Linked DNA regions of Sus scrofa: all the other regions are linked to region 1. The links are chromatin contacts, called in public HiChIP or PLAC-seq maps. All regions are on one chromosome and are shown on one strand. The core of a region is the stretch at or near the end of the contact, and the rest is flanking DNA. Distances in the headings are between cores, read along the strand shown. Region 1 has its middle 280 kb from the start of NRP1. Region 2 has its middle 72 kb from the start of NRP1. Region 3 has its middle 130 kb from the start of NRP1.

Region 1 (4,594 bases), core at 539-3,038:
GTTTAGAAGGATAGAAAAATGTGGGATTATGGAACCAGCTCAATAAGTTCTTGTCAGACTGATATGATGAACCAAATCTCACAAGATGAAATATAACAGAGATAAATGTAAAATGTTCCATCTGTGTTAAAAAATAAAGAACCTCAACAATATGATGTGGAGAAGACATGACTGAACTCCCGGCAACATGATAAAAGGTTTATATGTTTAAAGTAACCTCACATAAACAAAGGGCCCAAGGATATTGCCTTGAGAAAGAAAGTGGCCTGAGGCCTCATGAAAAGGAAGGAGGTCTCCAGAATAAGGAGCTGGATGGGGTATTGAATGGTTCTCCTCTGCTCTCCGGAATCTGGAGAGCATCCAGAGTGGCCATTTCTCTTCAAAGCCAACCAAAGCATGCAGCCTGGTCTAAAGGATACTTGTGAAAGCATCTCTCATGGGGAATGAATGGGTGGAGACTCTGGCGTATTTACTTGGAAAGTATGTATGTTTCATAAGACTTGCCTTTGATTTTATGGAGGCAAGTAAAGCTACAGAGGATGAGAATTCCTGTGTGAGGCGCCCCTAAGATGGGACCGTGAACCCTCCTAGTGGAAACTCCAGAGAGCTACCCTGAATCAGTGTAAAGAATTTCACACAAAGTGATCCATCCCATCCAAAGCTGGAACTAAGTGCTGAGAGTGGCGGTGATATATCTCCAAATAAAAAGTACTTGGGAGAGATGGTGGAGATGGGATTCAAGAACTAAAAAACTTTAACTGTCATGTAAACATTGCGTTTCTCTGCTTCTTTTGAAATCATTTCTTGCTCAACTTGTTTGAATAAAATATCACATATCCACTCATCTGTCCATTTATTCAACAAATAATTAAATGCCTGTGAGTGAGGTACTGCGCCAGGCTGTGTAGAGGACAGAAGAGTGGCTAAAAATCCACTCCTACCCTCCAGGATCTTATCGTATGATCAGTGGCTTGACATAAATATTGGAGTTAAAAAGATAAAAGAAAAACCTTCAAAGAAAGAGAGTCAAACTGCTTCTAATCACAGGTAGAGTGAAGCACAATGAGTCTGAAAATTTTCACGGCTGCCTTTTAATGTGTCTGAGAAAGACCTCAACCTACAGTGTAAATAAGAATCTCACATCACTTCCTTATTTGCATCAGCGTCAGGCTCAGTGTTTGGGTTCTGCTTGAGAAATATATGAAATTTATGTTGACATTTTATTTTAGAAGCTCTCATTCCGAGTTCCCCAATTCCCAAATTTTCTGATTTTGATCCCTTCCAAAAGAGACCTTAGCAGTAGAAGGCAGTGAGGAATTAGGAAGGTTATTGAGTGTGGTTCAAGAGAAATGAATAGAAAAGTAGGACAGCCCTCAGGGTGTTCCAACCAAATACAAAGATTGTAATATTTACCATTACTCTAATAATGTGCCATTCATTGTAACTATCACCTTCATGATAATTACATCAGTTTGCCCAGGAGAATGCTCAGTATCATATAAATTTAAGGGACTTAGTTCACGTTGGTTTAGTTTTGATCATATTGTCTGCTCTCTTATTGCTGCAGTTGAAATCTCATTCCCTGCCCCCCTCGCAAGCACAGACTACTGGGTGCTTTGACAGTTGACATTAGGGCTCTTCCTTGGCCAGCTGTCAGAGGTGTCTCTCCCCTGGAGGCAGCATGCATTATGGAAGTGACACATCTGTGCTGCTCCTCCCAGCAAGGCAGCCATGGCAGGCAGAGTTGTGAGCTGGCAGCCCTGGCTTTCCCGTGCCACCAGCTGCGACAAACTTAGTTCCTCAGCTCTTTGTCAGAAAGGAGAACAAAGAATCGGGGAGGAATTTGGACCACCTCAACTTTGGATTTTGAGAAGTCCAAGCATGATTTAGTTCCCCTTATCATCCACAGCTAGAGTCATCTATTAAACAATGCTGCAAGATGGCCATTCAAAGCAGAGGGAGATCAATGAATGGGGCAAGTCTTCATTCTTTGCTAAGTTCTCTGCATATTGAAATGAGACCGGGATCCCTGCAAGAGCTGATGCGTCATCACGGCCCCGCCCTCCACCATCTTTAGAACGTATGGAAGGCAGCATCTGTCCACCTTCCCCACCTCCGGTCTTCTCGATCCAGACTAAACGAACTCCATTGCTCTTAGCATTTCTTATAGGGCCTGGTTTCCATCTTCTTGTCCTTGCTGCTGCCTCCTTGGACACTTTCTAGTTTGCTGACGTTCCTCTTCATGTGGTTTCCGGACTTTGATTCAATATTGCAGCTGAGTCAACCTCTTCAGGGAACAGTGCCGCTGCTACCACTTCCTTAAATTGGGCACATCCTTCCTAGATCTGACGTATTTATCTTCTGTGTCTTCATTTCATGCCCATTCCAAGGCCAAGTTCAGGCCCACACAGAGCTGTGACAGAAGCACTGATAAAGACCTTCCTCCCTGAAAATACAGATCCATTGTCCAAACTGCACCATTCCACCTAACTTCATTGTCTATTTATCTTCTTCCTAAGGATCCTGTTCATGCGTTCATGCAACAAAGTTTAATTGAACACCTATTCTGTGCTAAACACTGTGCTAAATTCTTTGTCAAAACCACTTCATGTTAAGACTGTGGCACCTTTCCCCCTCCAAGGGGGAACAAGCTGGGTTTGATGTGGTGAAACCATGCTTGTTCCTTGGCATGACACTCCTCAAAGTACTCACAAGCCCTCATGTAAATCATCTGTTCCAGGAGTTGCTGTGGGTCTCTGTGAAGCTTCCCAAACTGGGGCTCCCCTTACCTCCTTTACTCTGGTTTTTGAAAATCAGGCTGTTTGTCCATCTCCATTATGCTGGCTCTCAGTCTCATTAATTTGGGATGAAATTCACCTGGGCCTGGGGATCTGGACCCATTTTAAAGGTCAGATGATCTCCTTGCCCAACTAGGTTGCATCCTTCCCAGTTCTTGAAGGAGAACACGGGAGATAATGGGAACTGGATGAGCTCGATTCCCTCTGACAGCTGTGAACTTCACCCCATTGGGTCCCATCAGGGCCTTGTTCCTTTCTGCTTCTCCTCCAAACAAGGTTTCAGCTCTTCCTGATATCTGATGCTCCGATAATTTTAAGGAGTGTATCCCATATTTCATGCATGCCCTTTTATCTGAGAACACTCTTGAGAGCAGCAAAGTTCCCTCTGGACTCTGAATCCCATTTTCTTCCTCAACGTAATCATGTATGATTGTGTTGTCAGAGTTTGCTTTTTGCTTAGACCCTTCCCTCCTTAATGAACTACATTCACATCTATGGTCTATAGCCAGGAGGCTAGAACATACTTCCTTTGAAGTCTTTGAAATCTGCTTCCCTAAAATCTGATGTTTATGCCTAACTGCTGAATATTTCATTTCCTTGCTCTTCCGGACGCCCAGATGATACTTTCACTTAATTCCAATGTCTTTCTTGGATCTTCATCCTTAATAAGATCAGAATAAGTCTTGAAGAGACGAGGCTCTTCTGAACTGGGGAATTTTCAGCTGGGAAAACCAAAGCTTTATGAGCTCCACAATGTAGTAATAACAGTGGTTAGGAAATTTAATTCTAACAACCTCCTGAAGAGGCAGGTATAATTATTCTCCATTACAGATGGAGACATGGACATTGTCAAGGGTAAGTTCCTTTCATGAACTCAGGCAGGTAGCTTCTTCCTGGGACTGACCACATTCCTCAGCCTCCCTTGAAGTTCAAGACAATGGCAAGTGAATGGAAGCCATCCGTGCTATTCTGGTCTGACCTTGGAAAAGCCCCTCTCCCCCAATCTCCACACTCCATCTTCTTCCACTTGGGCGATGTGGATACAGGCGAGTTCTGGAAGCCAAATGTGGAAAACAGCAGAACCAAAGAACGGAAGAAGTTAGGCTCCTGAAGGTGTGTTTGAAAAAGAGCCTCCCATTAATCAGGAACACTTTTTTTTTTTTTTTTTTTTTTGTCTTTTGCCTTCTCTAGGGCCACTTCCCATGGCATATGGAGGTTCCAGGCTAGGGGTCGAATTGGAGCTGTAGTCACTGGCCTATGCCAGAGCCACAGCAACGCGGGATCCGAGCCGCGTCTGCGACCTATACCACAGCTCACGGCAACGCCAGATCCTTAACCCACTGAGCAAGGCCAGGGATTGAACCTGCAACCTCATTATTCCTAGTCGGATTCGTTAACCACTGCGCCATGACGGGAACTCCAGGAATGCCTTTTTTGAACTGACCCTAAGTAAGGGTGAATTCTTCATAAGCCATTGAGATTTGGGATTTTACCTACTCCTGCCACCAATGTTACCTCATTAAAATAGTAAGAGTTATCTGGTGCGAAGGCCCATATTTAGTTATAACTTCCCATCTCCTAAATCTCCCTTGTACGACAGAGATAGTAGCAATACCATCTCAGCGGTTGCTGTGGACTCCTTGTGAGATGTCCCTTGCAAAGAGCTTGGCAGGGAGCAGTGGGCCAGACATTAGGATCTGCTCAGAAAATACATGGCAGGAATAATGTGATCCCAACACTGCCCTTCCATGGAGCCAGATCTGCCTCCAGAACTACACGGTCATCTCTCTACAGGG
Region 2 (4,594 bases), core at 1,218-3,717, 200 kb before region 1:
CATTGAAGGCAATATTGGGGGCATAAGGATGTACCTTTTCTGTGGAAGTCTGTTTATTTTGTACTTTATGGGTAATAGAATTTCTTGGGCATTTTTGTTTAGAATCACAAACCTTGAAAACCTGTCCCTACCACACCCTCCCCCCAGAAAAAAAAAAGCAGTGATATTACAGGATAAAATAAGTAACTCTCTTTATTAGACCTTTCTGTGCTAAAGCTTTCATTTCATTTTGAATAATCATAAAGAGTGACCCATAGAACTGGACCAATTCTGTTTAAGCTCAAAGGTGGGTGAAGGATGAGAGCTATGTAAGATTCTAAAATAAGACAAAGGCAATAAAGAATATGAGCAGCAGAAAGCAATTTAGTGGGTAGCAGTGGTGGCTTTCAGAATGACACATGGGAGGCCCCAAAGAGTACAAGAAAAGAAAGCAGGCTAGCAGATGGCTTAGTCAGCTCAGCACTAACAGTGGGGGAGAGCCAAGGCCCTGAGCAAGTACTTCTGAGAACTATCAGGTATCCTTTGTCCACATGGATGCGCCTGAGCTTAGGATGTCCATTTCGAAATGGGCACAATGCTGGGTAATAAGAAACAGTCCAGTGAGGGGAGAGGTGACACCTAAGTTAAATGCATACAGATCCAGGTCATGAGTGGAGAGCCAGAAAGGGCTTACCTGCTGCGTCTGAATCAAAAGAAGCATATGATAGGAAAAGCCATCCCCCTTCCAAATTCCTAGGCCGTATAATACATAGACTGTTATCAAAGCTTGTATAGATGAGAAAAAGAGAGATAGATGATAGAAAGATGATGGTAAATAAATAGAATGTAGATGATAGAGCTGTAGATGCATGAATGGATGGATGGATATATGCATACCTACATATGGTATATAATGAATTTTGTATTTAGTAAATAGCCATTAGCATTATCTAATATCAACTGAGTGAATGGGAAATTTGTGGAAGAATATGGCTCCTTTGGATTCATCAGCTGGCCACCTGGTGGAGATCCCTTAGAGAAAAATCAGGAGCCCACATAGGTCGGTCTGGGATAGAGTGGTTAAAGGGAGTGTGGGAGATACGTCAACCCTGATTTTGCACTTACGGATAACTGAATAAGAGGGCTGTCAGAGAAGAAGATGGAAGGTTCTCAAAAGCAGATGCCGTCTATGTTTAACTATGGGGGTGGAAAAATCATTTAAAGGAAATCCAGGAGGCGCAAGGTTGAGCACGAAGAAAATGAGAATGAAAAGGAAATATTACCAAAGAGAGGTCTGTTGGAATGCTAGGCTGTTAGGCTAAAATTGGCAAAGGATACTCATTACCCAAAGCACAGGGCTCCTAGCAGCAGACTCAGCATTTGCATAGCGTTGGGTCCATATCGCATCTAAGAAAGAGATTCTCACGCTCCCAGACTTATGGGGTGAAAATAACCCCCACTCTGTGTGCAGCGCTTTGCAGACCCCGATTCTCTATCTGGGCTTTAGTGCTGTAGAGGGTATCCCAGCCCGCAATCCACCTTGGTATATTCCGTTTACACCACACGGAGAAATAAAATGTATTTCTAATTGGCTTTCTAATAAGTACTAATTAGTTCAGGCCTTTGTGATCCATAAAGAGATAAAGAGTGTGCTTGCATCCTTCCATCAAAGTGCTAAAGCTGCAGCTGGCAAAGTATCATGCTGCTTTCTCTGCCCATCTTTGGGCAGAAATTGAAATTACCTCCATGAAAAATCTCATTTCGTTTTTGCTAATATGTATTAAAATCGAAGGGGGGAAACAGCGCAAGCAACTGGGACAGGGTTCCCAGGAGTGGTCTGAGGGGACCGGTTTGGGGCAACATCAGGACAAGAACTGCCTCCTCCTGGAAGTACTAGTTAACCTGAGTATTGAGTTGTGACGTTATACAGCCTCAGCCATTTCAGTACCTCTTTGTATTGAAGGACTCTGAAGGTGGTACCTAAGAGTTCCAAGTCAAAGTGAGAAAGTGAAGGCATCATGCTGGCGGTTACAGACGAAGGGGTTAAGCTGGACTGGAGGAAATATGGTTCTTCATAGCTATACGATTCAAAAGGACCTTCCAGCTGAAGAGCGAATGTCAAACATCACAGAGGAGGTGTCTGCGACCAACAGAAAGACTTCAAAAAGCTGGGTCCAGTGCCCTTGTGCCTATTTTAAGCACCGGTCCAACTCCACTGAAGTTAGACAGATTGGTCCCCATGTCCCAAGTCCCTTCCCCATTCAGTGAGCCAGGGAGACACGGTTTTCAGTGCAGGAACAATCCCTGGGAAGCAGCTGAGACCGTCTTTCTCTCGCTTCTGCTTTTACCTGGGTCTTAGGAAATGTACCATGTTATCCCCGCAGAAGTTTCCATAACACAAACATTTCCTCAAGGCTATTCTAGGGCTGTCCACTTCCCATTTCCTGGACAAGGTCATGTACTTAAAGAAACAGCAACATTGGCGCCTGTGGCAGTGTTTGTTGTGATTCAGAACAAGAAGTGTTGCCAGATCATTTGCCATGTAGTAACAAAATCTGATGCAACCTTGCAGTTTTTAACCAAACTGTTCTGGAAGGAATACAATACATAGGATAGGGCTCAAGCTTATGTTTTCTTCAAGTTAAAATAAAACTTTTAACAGGTAATACATTTGCACAAAAGGAGGCGCACGCACATTTATATCTGATTTCTCTGGGGGGCAATAATGAAAATACTAAGATTAATTACTAGATTTAAAATATTGTTGAGGCCAAGTCCAACCTTTCTCAGCTTGAGCCATGAAAGGAATTTCTTCTGCATCCTTACATGGAAAAAGCTATGTAATATAAAAGACTAAAACCTCAATATTGTGCCTCCAACATATACAGTTGCAAGATTCATGTGGCTGTTTTTTGTTTAACATCCCTCAGTACTAACCTTTTTAAAAAAAGTTTTACTGAAGTGCAGTTGATTTACAAGGTTGTGATAATTGCTGCTGTCCAACAAAGTGACCCAGCCACACACATACACATATCCATTCTCTCTCAGATTCTTTTCCCCATAGATAATCACAGAATTCTGGGTAGATTGCTCTGTGCTGGAGTTCCCCTCGTGGCGAAGGGGAAATGAATCTGATTAGGAACCATGAGGTTGCGGGTTCGATCCCTGGCCTCACTCAGTGGGTTAAGGATCTGGCATTGCTGTGAGCTGTGGTATAGGTTGCAGATGGGTCTCAGATCCTGTGTCGCTGTGGCTGTGGTGTAGGCTGGCAGCTGTAGCTCCAATTTGACCCCTAACCTGGGAACCTTCATATGCCGAGGGTGCGGCTCTAAAAAGAAAAAAAAAAAAGAATTCTGGGTGCTATACAGCAGGTCGCTGTTGGCCCATTGTTCCCTGTACTTCAGTGCGCATGGGTCGGTCCCAAACCCCCAGCCCATCCCTCCCACCCACCCACCTGTCCCCTTCAGTAGCCATAAATTTTTCAGAGTCTGTGAGTCTGTTTTTGTTCCACATATAAGTTCATTTGTATGCTATTTTTTTTTTTTTTAAGATTCGACGTATAGGTGATATCATAGGATATTTGTCTTTCGCTGTCTGAGTAACTTCACTTAATATGATAGTTTCTAGGTAGTGCTCAAGCTTCAAGTCCAATGTGTCAAAATGAAATAAACCTGGGAGTTGAAGGATGCTGTAGTGAGTGGCAGAAGACAAGATAAAAAGGAGGGTCATGCAAATATCGTAAGATCCTGACTTTTGTATTAAAAAATGAAAAGTCAATCTAAGAGAAAAAACCCCGCACGAATGGAGTACATCTGTGAGAGAGGGCTGTGGCAGAGGGGACCGAGGCAATAAAATATTTCCTCCATAAAATTTTAGATTCTGAGGAACAAGAAGAGATAAGCAGAGGGAGGGGGTAGGAAGTCGGGGTTGTGTACAGGTGGAGCAGGAAATTATTTCAGCCTAAACTAAAGTCAGAGTGGAAGTGAGAAAGAAAGCACTCGATTGGTAAGATTCCTGTTCAGGAAGTGGAGCGAGGGTCCCATGGGAATGAGTGTGGCCGAGGAGGAAATGGAGAAATAATAGATGATTCCAGGCCCCTGAATTTGGGAAGCCGGGAGGTGTTGCTGACAGTTAAGAAGGGGATGAAGGCGTCTCAAAAAGGAAACAAACAGGGTTCATTTTTAGGTTGGTTATTTGATGTATGGGGAGAAACATTTAAAAGTCAAGACTTGAGGGAGGAGGTGTCTAGGAAAGAGGGCAGAGGGGATCACGACACCCAGGGGACAACTCCGCTCACTCCACACGCGGGAAGAAACGTCTCAAGGGCCGAAGTGGGCAGGAGGTGAAAACACACAGAACACGAGCACCGCTGCCGGGGGTTTATGAGATGGATTCATTGTCCAGACTTTATCGTTTTCTGTGCATCTACACCTGTGCATCTTTCCGTGCATTTGTCTGAATCAATATGCTTGTGGAATCTGCTTTTTCATAGCGTCAAAGAATGAACTTTGGGTGATGATGTAAAGGCAGGATTCCGGAGCAGGGACGGGAAGAGCTCTTGAATCAAGCGAAGGATTAAAGTCAAAATTCTCATGGATCGAAGGGAATGAAATTT
Region 3 (4,594 bases), core at 1,028-3,527, 150 kb before region 1:
TTTTTGTCAGCACTGAAACCACAGCTCTTATCCTGATAGATTAAATTTTTACAGCCACTCTTCATGGAATTTGGCTAATTTTAAACTCACTCAATGCCTTTTCTCAACTTAACAAGAGATATTTGTGAATGCTTTTAGATTTTTATCTTTCTTATTTTCCAGACCATTTCATTGAAGAAAATTGGCATTTTGACCTCAGTTTTGTAGAACTGGAATCAGAGGAACACAGAAGTAATCATCTTATCCAAGGAATGTAGGGCTCAATTGCAGAGAATTAATTAAAACTATCATGTCTTTTCTTTAGTCATTCAGCTGTAAATGTGTTTAATGACCTAGTGTCTGCCGTTGGCCACAGTCCTGGAAACACTTTAAGAGAACAGGAATTTTCTCACTGTCAGCCTATAAAACAAAGTGTTTGGGGAGCCCAGGAGGCGGTGCTGGGTGACAGTGGACTGGGAGTGGCCAGAGTTGGGAACTGTTAAGATTCCTGCCTGAGTCTTGTTTCTGGGCAGGAAGAGTTGGTGAAGGTCAAAGTCAAACTTCTTGGCACAATTATTGAACCCTGCAGCAAAAGCAGACGAAAACCTCTGGTTGGGAACTCAATTGCCAATGCCCTACATGGATGCTTGAGGACCATTTTGGTTCATTTCTCCAAGACTAACGCTGATTGGATACCATCATTCCCATTGTTCCACACATCTCTCTCCCTCTCCCGGGATGAAGGACTGGAAATAGCCTGGTCTTCTGTACCAAGGGTATCCAGCAAGCTTCCACAAGGAAATGCTAAAGTTTAATGGTCTTTTCCACTGATTACCCTGGAATTAAAATTACATAGCTCTTAGTAATAATAGTAGTGGCAACAGTCATTGCAGGTTATCTGTCGCTGTAGCCTTGGATAATTTAACTGGTGGTGGTGACGCAGTCTCTTAGGGAAGGAGGCTCCTTGGCATTGAGGCCATTCCAAGGACAGTGGCTTTGAACGATCTGCCTTTTAGGTAAGTTGGAAAAATTTGGTACTCAAATCAAAGCAAGTTGAAAATTTAAAAAGCTATTTTTCATGCCATCTGAGGTCCTTTCAAGAGCATGTGAAAAAATTAGGAAAGCGGGGGAAGGGAGATAATAAGTATCCAACTTAAGAAAACTGGAATATTAGAGCTCAGTTTCATTCTGCTCTTCATTTTTCTCTGAACCAGGTCACCTCTTTCTAATTATGACTGAAAACTACTCAAGCGTAGAATTATCACAGCATTTAAAGACTGCTGTGTTTAGGGGCTGCCATTGTCCTATAAAAATCTGCATGTAGAATTGAGCTCTAAGCCAAGGATATTTGACCTCTGCTGTACCAAGGGCCCCATTTGCGACCTCCCAGAAGCCCAGTGGCTGTTCCTTATTTGCATATATATTTACATAAATCTACATATGCATGGTTTGCAGGTTTGGACCATGAGTTGATTATGTCTTGTTTGCCCTTAAAGTTTAGAACTGAAAGCAAAGGTGAAGGTTGTAACTATCCAAGAGAAAAACTATGGTTGTCCAGGAAATTTCTTTTAGGGGTATCTTCCTGAATATCTGAATATGTCTTTTAAAAATGAGGACGTAAGTAAAACTCAAGTTCTTTGGGACCTGAAAAAACCTGTAAAAATACTTTGGTAGAACCTCTGCTTTTCATTTCAGTGGGACCATCATGAAGCATCTCATCTATCAATTAAATGTTAAGTATTCTTAAATAAACATTATTAGAGATGAGTTCTCATCTTGAAAGTGATAGATGCCACTCATTCAATGATTAGAGAAAAAATAAAAGGGGCGTCTTGGTTTACAGGCCATCGCTAGAACAGAAATCCAAAGCTGGACCATTCTAACTGAGGTCACCCCTCTGGATTCTTATGTCCTTTTTTTTTTTTTTTTTTTTTTTTTTTGTCTCTTTGCCTTTTCAGGGCTGCTCCCACAGCATATGGAGGTTCCCAGGCTAGGGGTCTAATTGGAGCTATAGCCACTGGCCTACACCAGAGCCACAGCAATGCAGGATCCGAGCCACGTCTGTGACATACACCACAGCTCACAGCAACACCAGATTCTTAACCCACTGAGCAAGGCCAGGGATTGAACCTGCAACCTCATGGTTCCTAGTTGGATTTGTTAACCACTGCACCACTCTGGGAACTCCTGGATTCTTATGTCTTAATCCCACTAGTCTCCCACCTACCCCACTTCACCCTGCCATCAGATGGCCAGTTTTAAATCTCATTGCATCTTCACATGGCAGAGAGAGGAAGTAAACTCTCTCAGGACTCTTCTAAGGGCACTAATCCCATTCAAGGGCTCCACCCTGCTGAGTCATGACTGCAACTCCACAACTGTCTTATTTAAAAACAAATAAAAAAACAAACAAAACCTTCTTAGAATAATTACCCACTGATTTCAAATATAAGTTGACATTCATTTGCACTCTGCTTATTTTATTAATGTAACTATTTGTTGTATTTCAGAGTTCCCACTGTGGCTCAGCAGGTTAAGAACCCAGCTAGTCTCCATGAGGACACAGGTTTGATCCTTGGCTTCACTCGGTGGATTAAGGATTTGGTGTGGCAAGCTGTGGCTTTGGTTGTAGATGTGGCTCAGATCCTCTGTTGCTGTTGCAGTGGCTGTGGCTGTGGCCAGCCGCTGCAGCTCTGATTTGAACCGTGGCCAGGGAACTTCCATATGCTGCAAGTAGGGCCCTAAAAAAGAAAAGAAAAAAAAAAAAAGATTTGTTGTATTTCAAAGTTGATGGGAAAAGAGCATCCATGTAGGTTAGAAATCTATGCAATAGTCCATACTCAGGCAGCATTTTCATGACTCCAGTAACATTCAACACTATGTCGAGTTCACATGTTTAGATAACAGTCTTTTGTTGTTCTTTTCCTGCTGCGTGATCCCCAGAAATGTGTTCCTCCAACTTGGAATTAAAAAAAAAAAAAAAAAAGTCTTTAGATTCTCCATGGTAAATATAAATCTTAGAAAATCAAATTCCAACTAAAGAAATATGGTTTGGATCAAAGTAACTAAATTATTAATCTGGATCTTTCCCCCAAACTGGAGCCAACCCAAGTCCAAGTCCATGATATATAAATAAAAGGCCAGATATTTAAAGGGAGATTAATTCTTCCTTATTGTTGATGTCTTCATGCTGACAGAGAAGACAGGGACCAATGATAGAATACTAAAAAGCCATGTTTGGGTATTTTTAGTCTGATTAAAATAAGGAATGATTCAAAACGTTTTCCAAATTGTCTCTTCCCACAGACTCCTACAAAGCTTCCAGCCTGATTTTCCGGATCTGAGAAGCTCGGCCAAATGCTCTACATGTCGAGGAGCCTCTTCCATTCAGACGGAGCCTTCCAATCAAAGGTGACATCCCACCCGTCTAAACAACATTTTTTGGTGCTAGACACACAGACCACAGATGGAAATTGTCTTTTAGTGTCTTGGATGGGAACCCCCAGCAGCTCCCAGGGACTGATGGAAGACATGAAAATTCACACTGCAGTCGGCAAAGCAACACTTTACCTTCTGAACGATGCTCTTAGGTGGGAGAAATCACAGGCAAATTCTGACTTATGGGAGGAATGGAACCGAACAGGAAGCACATGTGCCCTCCCACCTCGCCCCCGGAAGGAAAAGCCTTCTTCCAGCCCCCTTGAAGTCGCTTCCTTTTCAAAGGGGCTGGCATTCCGGACTCCCATAGGCAGGGAGGGAGGGAAGCTGGGTTACGACTTGAATCCTGCCATTTCTCCACTGGATTCCTAAGAAAGGCTGGACTGAGAAACACATTTGGCGCTGATAAGACAGAAATGCAATAGCTCTTCTGAGCCCTTGCATCTTGCAGGGTAACTTGGACCACGCACCCACGCCGTTTTGGCACCTCTGCTAGTCTGACTCATTTCCTCTACCCAGAGGAGAAACAGGGACCCCTTGGCCAAAGCCTTTACCTTCACAGCCAGGGGAGTCGGCATGTCTCCAGATTCTAAGATGCTTTGGGGACAAACCCCCAAGCCCCTCCCCAGATGAAGTTCTTTCCTAATTCTGGGTACAGTCTGAGTTTTATATCAGTGCTTGGGTGAATTCAGTGCCTCTACATAAAAAGAAATTCAACTAATTTTAGAATTTAAAAAAAACCAACAACAAGCAAACAAATACAACCCTCAATCAAGAACTCCTGCATCCTCCTCTGTGCTATGACTCTGCAGGTCCACAGAGCCCCGGGCAAGAGGCCGAGGTGTTCCACCCATGACGGAACACAGTCGATTCCATTTTATTCGATGTTTATTAGCAGACTTTGCTTGATGATATTTACTCACTTGGCAAAGCAGATAGAAAAGCCGAGCAGAATTCAGTAGAAAGAAACTGGACCTACCCAATCCCGTCCCTCAGTGGGGAGCTGTTCATCCTCTGAGTCACCCAGCTTCCCAGTTACCCCATGGTTGCAGCTGTCGCCTCCTGGCCCACATGGGGCTCTGAACCAGGAACCCTTCCCCAGCTATGAATTCATATATTGGGCTTAACGGTGACACAAAATTGATCCCACGTGCCTCTTTTAATGGCCTTTTCTCCT

The links. HiChIP or PLAC-seq counts read pairs in DNA pulled down with a chosen protein or histone mark.
Region 2: a contact with region 1 is called in an H3K27ac HiChIP or PLAC-seq map of alveolar macrophages. The contact joins two enhancer-like sites. A contact is called at or near these places in 1 of 47 Hi-C or Micro-C datasets (embryonic fibroblasts) and 1 of 2 datasets of contacts at active chromatin or transcription factors (alveolar macrophages).
Region 3: a contact with region 1 is called in an H3K27ac HiChIP or PLAC-seq map of alveolar macrophages. The contact joins two enhancer-like sites. A contact is called at or near these places in 1 of 47 Hi-C or Micro-C datasets (embryonic fibroblasts) and 1 of 2 datasets of contacts at active chromatin or transcription factors (alveolar macrophages).

Annotation. Positions count from the first base shown.
Region 1 is chr10:56,706,578-56,711,171 of Sscrofa11.1, forward strand. No RefSeq gene overlaps it. Among named protein-coding and RNA genes, the nearest start is that of NRP1, 280 kb to the left of the region's middle. Within about 2 kb of position 1,789, at least 10 of the 83 cell types and tissues checked have an H3K27ac peak or open chromatin away from gene starts, as enhancers often do. A contact at or near this core is called in alveolar macrophages, where this site is marked.
Region 2 is chr10:56,500,959-56,505,552 of Sscrofa11.1, forward strand. No RefSeq gene overlaps it. Among named protein-coding and RNA genes, the nearest start is that of NRP1, 72 kb to the left of the region's middle. Within about 2 kb of position 2,468, at least 5 of the 83 cell types and tissues checked have an H3K27ac peak or open chromatin away from gene starts, as enhancers often do. A contact at or near this core is called in alveolar macrophages, where this site is marked.
Region 3 is chr10:56,557,719-56,562,312 of Sscrofa11.1, forward strand. No RefSeq gene overlaps it. Among named protein-coding and RNA genes, the nearest start is that of NRP1, 130 kb to the left of the region's middle. Within about 2 kb of position 2,278, at least 7 of the 83 cell types and tissues checked have an H3K27ac peak or open chromatin away from gene starts, as enhancers often do. A contact at or near this core is called in alveolar macrophages, where this site is marked.